Linked DNA regions of Sus scrofa: region 2 is linked to region 1. Evidence: chromatin contacts called from public Hi-C data. All regions are on one chromosome and are shown on one strand. The core of a region is the stretch at or near the end of the contact, and the rest is flanking DNA. Distances in the headings are between cores, read along the strand shown. Region 1 holds the start of IGFBP6 (insulin like growth factor binding protein 6). Region 2 holds the start of ESPL1 (separin).

What was found. Hi-C and Micro-C count contacts between places; a contact is called where the count stands out from the background.
Region 2: a Hi-C map of epiblast stem cells shows a contact between it and region 1, with 7 times the contacts expected there. The contact joins the promoter of ESPL1 here to the promoter of IGFBP6 in region 1. A contact is called at or near these places in 1 of 47 Hi-C or Micro-C datasets (epiblast stem cells) and 1 of 2 datasets of contacts at active chromatin or transcription factors (alveolar macrophages).

Annotation. Positions count from the first base shown.
Region 1 is chr5:18,351,538-18,354,993 of Sscrofa11.1, reverse strand. It overlaps IGFBP6 (insulin like growth factor binding protein 6), which reads right to left and starts at 1,703. Exons shown (of 4, transcript NM_001100190.1): 1 at 1,215-1,703. The coding sequence starts at 1,542.
Region 2 is chr5:18,485,455-18,488,910 of Sscrofa11.1, reverse strand. It overlaps ESPL1 (separin), which reads right to left and starts at 1,942. Exons shown (of 32, transcript XM_013986230.2): 1 at 1,725-1,942; 2 at 1,268-1,361; 3 at 27-1,085. The coding sequence starts at 1,348.

The sequences.
Region 1 (3,456 bases), core at 454-2,953:
GGGATGGGAGGGGAGAGTCCGGGAGTAGGATGAAGAAAAGACAGGGAGAAGAGCAGGCACGGCTTGGAATTTGCCCCAGCTGTAAAATGAGATCGTATGAGCCCTGAAGTGACCGACTTTCCCTCTCCAGGTCCAAAGACAAGCTCTGCTCAGTCGCCGACCCTCAAACCTGGACAGTTGCTCCCCCTACTCCTCCAAACCCAAGAACCACTTCTGCTGCAAATCCTGAGTCTGACCCCTCATCCTCCACACTCCTCAGACTTTGTCCCTCATTCCCTCTATTCAGCATCCTACTGTGACCATGCTCCGGGTCCCTCCTTTGACCCACCCAGATCAACCCTTTCTAGGAGGACCCCTAGCAGCCTGGACCCAAGCCTTTCGGAATGAAAGAAAAATCAAGTTGATTTGCCATCCTTTCCCTTCAAAGAAACCCCAGATGCCCCTGGGGTGGGGGCCATTCTCATTTCCTGCTCTCCCCAACTCCCTGCTTCCCCCCATCTTTCAGGTTCTGACTCACTTCTGTCCCACCCACCCAATGACTCAGCCTTCTATTCTCCTGTCTGGGTTAGGGTGGGGTGGGATGGGTGGAGGGTTATGAGAAGCTTTAAATCATAACTCTGGATCTGGCAGATTCCTTCTTTTCCCACCTCTATCCTAGCCTCCCCCCTTCCGCCCCCTCCCTGTAGGGGTCCCCAGCCCCTGCCCTCTGTCCCTAGTCTAGTCTGAAACAACTCTGGATTTGAGCCATCTTCTATTCTCTATCCCATGTCCAGGTGCTTTGGCCCCTCTGATATTAAGAGGAGATATCTTTCAGTGTGTGCAGGATTTGGGAGCCTGGAGTTATCTTCCCTCTTTCTCTAAGTGGAACCTGGAAACAATATCGGGGTCCTTTCTCCAGCTTGGAGGTCTAGGGCTGAAGGAGCTGGGCCGCTGTGGTATGTCCCTAAACCTTTCTCCTCAAGAGACAATAGAGGGGACAAAAAAAGCATTGGTGGCTGACACCTCCCTGCTTTATCCGCAGGGCCCCTGGCCGCACCCTAGACCTCTAGCTTCTCCCGGAAAAATGTGCGCTCCAGGATTGGAGGAGGAAGCATCATTCTGCAGACTTGCAAGACACTGAGGCTTGCAGTAGTGCCGTCGTGCATCCCTCCAGGACCCTGTCTGCAGATCTGCGGGTCTCACGTGGGCGGGGCAGGGGCGGGGCGCGGACTCACCCGAGGGCGTGCGAGCCCGGCGACAGCGGCCCCGGCCCAGCAGCAGCGCCCGCAAAGGCGCCTGATCTTCCTCCGGCGGCTGGCACTGCAGTCCTGGAGCGCAGTTAGGAGTGTAGACCCCGCACTGCTGCCCTTCCCTCCTGAGACAGCCCCCAGCTTCCGCACAGCCCTCCGTTGGCGGTCCCCCGTCCTCCTCCTCCGCGCAGCCCCCTGGACAACCCGTCTGCACCCCCTGCCCACAGCCCGGGCACTGTGCCAGGGCGCCTCCTGGGCGGGCAGCGAGCAACAGAGTTAGCAGCAGTGGCGGCAGCAGCCTGTGGGGGATCATGATCGGGATTTTTGCCCCTTCCACTCTTCCCAGAGCAGCCGAAGCGCAGCTGCTGCCCGCCGCCGCCCCTCTGCCTTAAGTAGCCGCCGGCGGGGGCCGGGCCCTTTAAGAGCCAGGTGAAGGGGGGGTGGAGAAGGCAGGGGCATTCCCTAAACTGGGTGGGACTGGAGAGGCCCCCCCTCCACCTGGGTCCTCCCCACTCTTCTCTACCTCCTCCCTTCCCAGCTTCTGTTTATTTCCCAAATTACGCTGATTTTTCTTGCTTTGTTCCCGGGAATCTCGCCCGGAATTTGGGAGCTGGACAGCTGGCTGGCGGCACTGGAGCGTGGGGAGGGGTGGAAGAAGAGGATGGGAGTTGGGATGAAGGGGAAAACCTGAAACCCGTTTCGAGTGGTCTGTGTGTCGAGGCTGAAGGAGACACTGGGGATTCCGGTGGGGAGTGAGAAGGTGACGGATTTAAGTGGACGGAGAAGCCATGGTGTGGGGGGGTCATGAGAGGGACGTGGGCGAAAGGAAAGAAAGAGGCGCAGATGATGGAGAAAGGACTCTTGGGAGAACCAACTGCTGATGGGAGAAAGTAAACCGAGGGAGAGGAGAGGAAGAGCAAAGCGGAGGGAGGGGCTAGGGAAGGTCTCCCAGAGAGGTGACTGAGGGGGAGGCGGGTGTTGGGGACCAGACTGGGGTAAGATGCTGGAAGGGGTCGGGGGAAGCAAAGGGTGGCGTGGGGGGATGGAGGGGGAGGCACGTCTTGAATGAACTGTCGGAAATCCCAGCCTGGTGGTGGGGCGGGGGAAGCCTGGAAGGATTGCAGCCCCCTCCCCGCCCCCGCCCCCTAGTGTGCAGCAGAACTGGCTGAACCTTTGGGAGGTAGGGACACGGAGTATAGGGGGAGGGATTTAGAAGAACCCATCCTCTGGGGGCTCTTAGGGACAGCGGCCAGAGAGCAGCCCTCACCCCACCCCGTCCTTCATCCAGGTCAGCCCGCCCCTCGGTTCCTCTCCTTTCCTCGAATCTGCCCCCGCCCCCCGCCCTCACCCGGTATCACCGGTTGGGTTTTCTGGACTATTGAGGCTGTGTTGTGCCCAGGAGGCACGTGGGACGGGGACTGGCCTGTGCGTTCCTGTCTGCCCGCTCCCGGGGCTCTCTCTCCCGGGGTCCGTCTACCCCACCGCCCCCACCCCGCCCCGCCCAGCTCCAGGCGGTGCCCCGCCCACCCCAGCCCTCCTTGCGGAGCCTTCGTTCCTAGAGGGAGGAGGAAGGAAGGTTTCCTTGGGCAGCCCACATCCCCCCGCAGGCCTGGGTTACGCAACAGCGGCCATCTCATTCTTTCCTAAAACAAGGGCTCTGGGCAATGACTAAGTTTAAATTCTGGGCCCCCAAGCAAGCATGTCAGCAAGGGCTTCCTGAACTTTTAGGTAAATACAGAACAAAAAGAACTTCACTCCCAGCCCCGTCCCCGCCCCCCGGGCTACCCTGGGAATTTAGGACAGGCCTTTGGGAAGCAGCGTCTTCCACTGAGACTGGGAAGCAGATTGGGCAGGCAGGGAGGAGGGGGCGCTGGGACCTCCTGCTCGGAGCTCTGACCCCAGGGTGGCAAGCGCCATCCTGGCCCTCCTCCTTATCACAATTGATTGTGCCCTGCGCATGCTTCTGGCTAGGGCTTTTCTCCCTGCTCCCACTTGTTGCTCCCACAAAGGGCTGTGGGAAGTTGGGATGGGGAAGAGATGGTCATGCTCCCTGCAGGATCTCCGTGTGGCTTTTTTTGGGGGGCGGGGGTCTTTTTAGGGCCCCACTCGGGCACATGGAGATTCCCATACTAGGGGTCTAATTGGAGCCATAGACACCAGCTTAAGCCACAGCCACAGCCATGCCAGACGTGATGCATCTGGGATCTATGCCAAAGCTTGTGGCAAC
Region 2 (3,456 bases), core at 693-3,192, 130 kb before region 1:
ACCCTACCTCCTGGTCCTTAACTCACACCATCCTGCAGCTGCCGGATGAGGGAACAGTAGCTTCCAAGAAAAGCAAAGAGGCTGAGTACAGCATCAGGTCCATAGCACCTCTTCGTGCCTCGCTCCAAGGCTGAGAGGAAGAACTGGCAGCTGTCACACAATGCTCGCAGCGGGGGTGACGGTGCCTCCATACAGTTCTTTAGGACAGCTGATGCCTTGATCAGAAGCTTGGCCACCGCCTGGGGTCCTCCCTCTCCAACCTGCAGCAGTTCGACTGCCAGCTGGCATAGCTGGAGGCTGGGGGCCAGACTGGTGTTCTTTAGGTAATCATGGGCCTTCTCCACTGCCCTGGTGGCCTTGGCATAGTGGTGGCTCCAGGAGAAGCGACGGCAGTGTTCCAGGGTGAGCTCCAAGAGACAGAGGGCCTTCTGGGAGGAAAGGGGACCAGGAGAGTCCCCTCCCTCACCCACCAAGGCTCTGACCACATGTCTGGAGAGCAGGTCATCTAGGAAATCCGCATCTGCTTCATTCAGACCATGTCCACTGGTATCAAATAACTGATGGGCAGCTACCACTCGACAGGCTGTTGGAGAAGCAAAGTGGGGAACTTCGCAAGGGGTGCTTTCATCCTCCAAGAGTACTAGAAAGCTCAAGGCCTTCAGCCGAGCTGAGAACGCCACTCGCGGCTCCACCAGGGCTTCTGCCCCCTTCCAAAGCAGAGAAAAGCTACCCCGAGCCACAGCTTCATAGTCCTGAGGAGCAGCTTGGCGAGAGCACTGCACCATGCAGGCATGGAGGGGCTGAGCAAGCCGGAGTGTGGCCTCTGGGATTCCCTGTGCGGCAACATTTCGCAGAAAGATGAAAAGAATTCGTTCCAGATAGAGGGGTGGGCGCTGGGGGGTAGACCTCAAGTAGCCATCGCAAGCCAGCTCTGCCAGCTCCAGCAGGCTCCCTAGGTGCTCAGGGCAAGCCAGCCTGACAGTCAGTTGCTGGTTGCAAGCCCTCAGGACAGCATCACAAGTCTGTCTCCTCTCCGCATCAGACCGACAGCTGGGAGAACCAACTGGAAGCTTGGACAGGAACTCCTAGGAGAAGAGGAAGATGTGAATGGGGCTACCAAAGGAGAAAAAGAATAGGGAAGGGAACTAGAAATGGGATTGCTCAGAAGAGGATCTCCTATTCATCCGTCTTTTCAAACCAGTTAAAAAACAAACAGCGCAGCTTGGGAAGCCAGGTGTATGTACCCACAGCCAGCCAGCACGCCCACCTTCAAGTCAGGCAGCAACTCTTCAGCCTCCTTTGGACTGCTTAGCAAAGTCCCAAAGTTGACTCCTTTGAAGCTCCTCATGGTGCCGAGGGGGCTAGGAGAAAGGAAACGGATTAAGGAAGGCTGAGAAGATTTGTAAAGGAGGTAAATGAAGGGCGGGAGAAGGGCTCGAAGGCCTCGGAAGGCGGCGGCGGGGCGGGCGGGGGCGCAAAGAATCCCCTCAGAAATCCTACCGGAAAAAAAGCCCATGCCAGGACTCCAGGCTCCCGTTATAAACCGACGCTTCCTCTCTTCCTTCCTCCTGGCCGGTCCCCAGCCTCACTACCCTTCCCACCAACCTACGGCCCACACCGGAGGCCTCCACCCAGCTCTTCAGCGCCCACCAGGACTTGCGGCGGGCTCCCGACCCTCCTGACGCCCGGCCTCTTCCTCAAGTCAGCGCTGGGACCCCACTCACCTCAGCGCATACACACGCTCATGAGGCCTTCAGGCCTTCGGGTCTCAGAGACCGTCCTCCTTCCCAGAAGCAGGACTTACCCACTACACAGAGAACTCGGTAAGGATCCAAAATGTACCCTTCGTTTTCCGCGCCAGCCCCTCCTTTCAAATATTCCCAGCGACCAATCAGCGAGAGCTGCGTAACGCCGGCGGGCCGCGCGGCACGCTGGGAGTTGTAGTTTACCCGCCGCGGTGCGTCGTCACGTGACGCCGGCTGGCGGTGTCCCAATGCCGTGGGAGTTAAGGCCTCTTGGGGGCGCGGGTTTTCTCTCTCTTTTTTTTTTTCGTTTTTTTTCCCCCTTCTGGTCAGCTGCTGGTTGCCCCTACGGTGAAGTCCAGCCCCTTCAGTGAAGGCCAGCGCCCCCGTCTCCTTCTCTTTCCCTTTATCTTCAGAGCTGGGAAAAAGTTTAAATTTCCAGAAGAGAGAAATAGGTTAGACAACAAAAAGAACTTAGTGGGGGGGTTACCTTGGTGGCTCAGGGGAAACGAATCTGGAATCTGACTAGCATCCATGAGGACGCAAGTTCCATCCCTGGCCTGGCTCAGTGGGTTAGGGATCCAGCGTTGCAGTGAACTGTTGTGTAGGTCGCAGACACTGCTGGAGTCTGGCAATGATGTGGCTGTGGCGTAGGCCAGCAGCTACAGCTCAGATTTGACCCCTAGCCTGGGAACTTCTGTATGCCTGGGTGCGGCCCTAAAAAGACAAAAAAAAAAAGAAAAAAAAAGAAAAAGAAAAAGAACTTACTTGGAAACTTGCGGTTTGGGTTACTAAGAAAAAAGGGTGTAGCCTTTCAAGGAATTCTGTTAAAATACAGTTTTCCGGGGGTACTGGCATGAGTACTGTGGCGACTAACAACTCTCTCTGCGGTCCAGCCTTGCTCCTCTCATCAGTTGAATTGTTTGAGCGAGGCAGAGGATCTTCTGGTTGGGGGTAGAGGGTAGAGGGGTGGGGTAGAAGATTGTGAGTGATGATGGGAAGAATTAGGAAAACTCACTCACTTGAATATTGCACAGTTTTTAATGCCTTATATTGGATGAGTACTCTTTTCCCGAACACACACATCAGTTGGCTCTGCATCTCTTCCCTTCCTCCACTAAACAATCAGTTCAAAACTCTGGGTCTTCCAATTAACTTTTTCCTGATGAACTCCATTGGATAACTCATCCTTCACTATTATTATTATCATTCATCATCTTTAGCCTCTTTTAGGAGCTGGAACTCTAGCAGGGAAGACTATTTAAAACAACCAGAAAAACAATGACAAAGAATTTCAGTGTTGGCGTTCCTGTCCTGGCTCAGCAGTTAATGAACCTGACAAGTATCCATGAGGACAGAGGTTCAATCCCTGGCCTCGCTTAGTGGGTTGAGGACCCAGCATTGCTGTGACTGTGGTGTAGGCTGGCAGCTACAGCTCCAATTTGACCCCTAGCCTGGGAACCTCCATATGCCTCAGGTGCAGTCCTAAAAAGACCAAAAAAAAAAAAAAAAAAAAAGAGAGAGAGAGAGAGATGATCATGTGTTTTTTTAAACTAATGTTGTTTTTATTTATTTGTTTATTTTTACATCCACACCTGCAGCATATGGAAGTTCCTGGGCTAGGGATTGAGTCAGTGCTGTAGCTGCCAGCCTACACCACAGCAGCAGCAACACCAGATTAAAGCTGAATCTGAAACCTACAGCACAGCTTGTG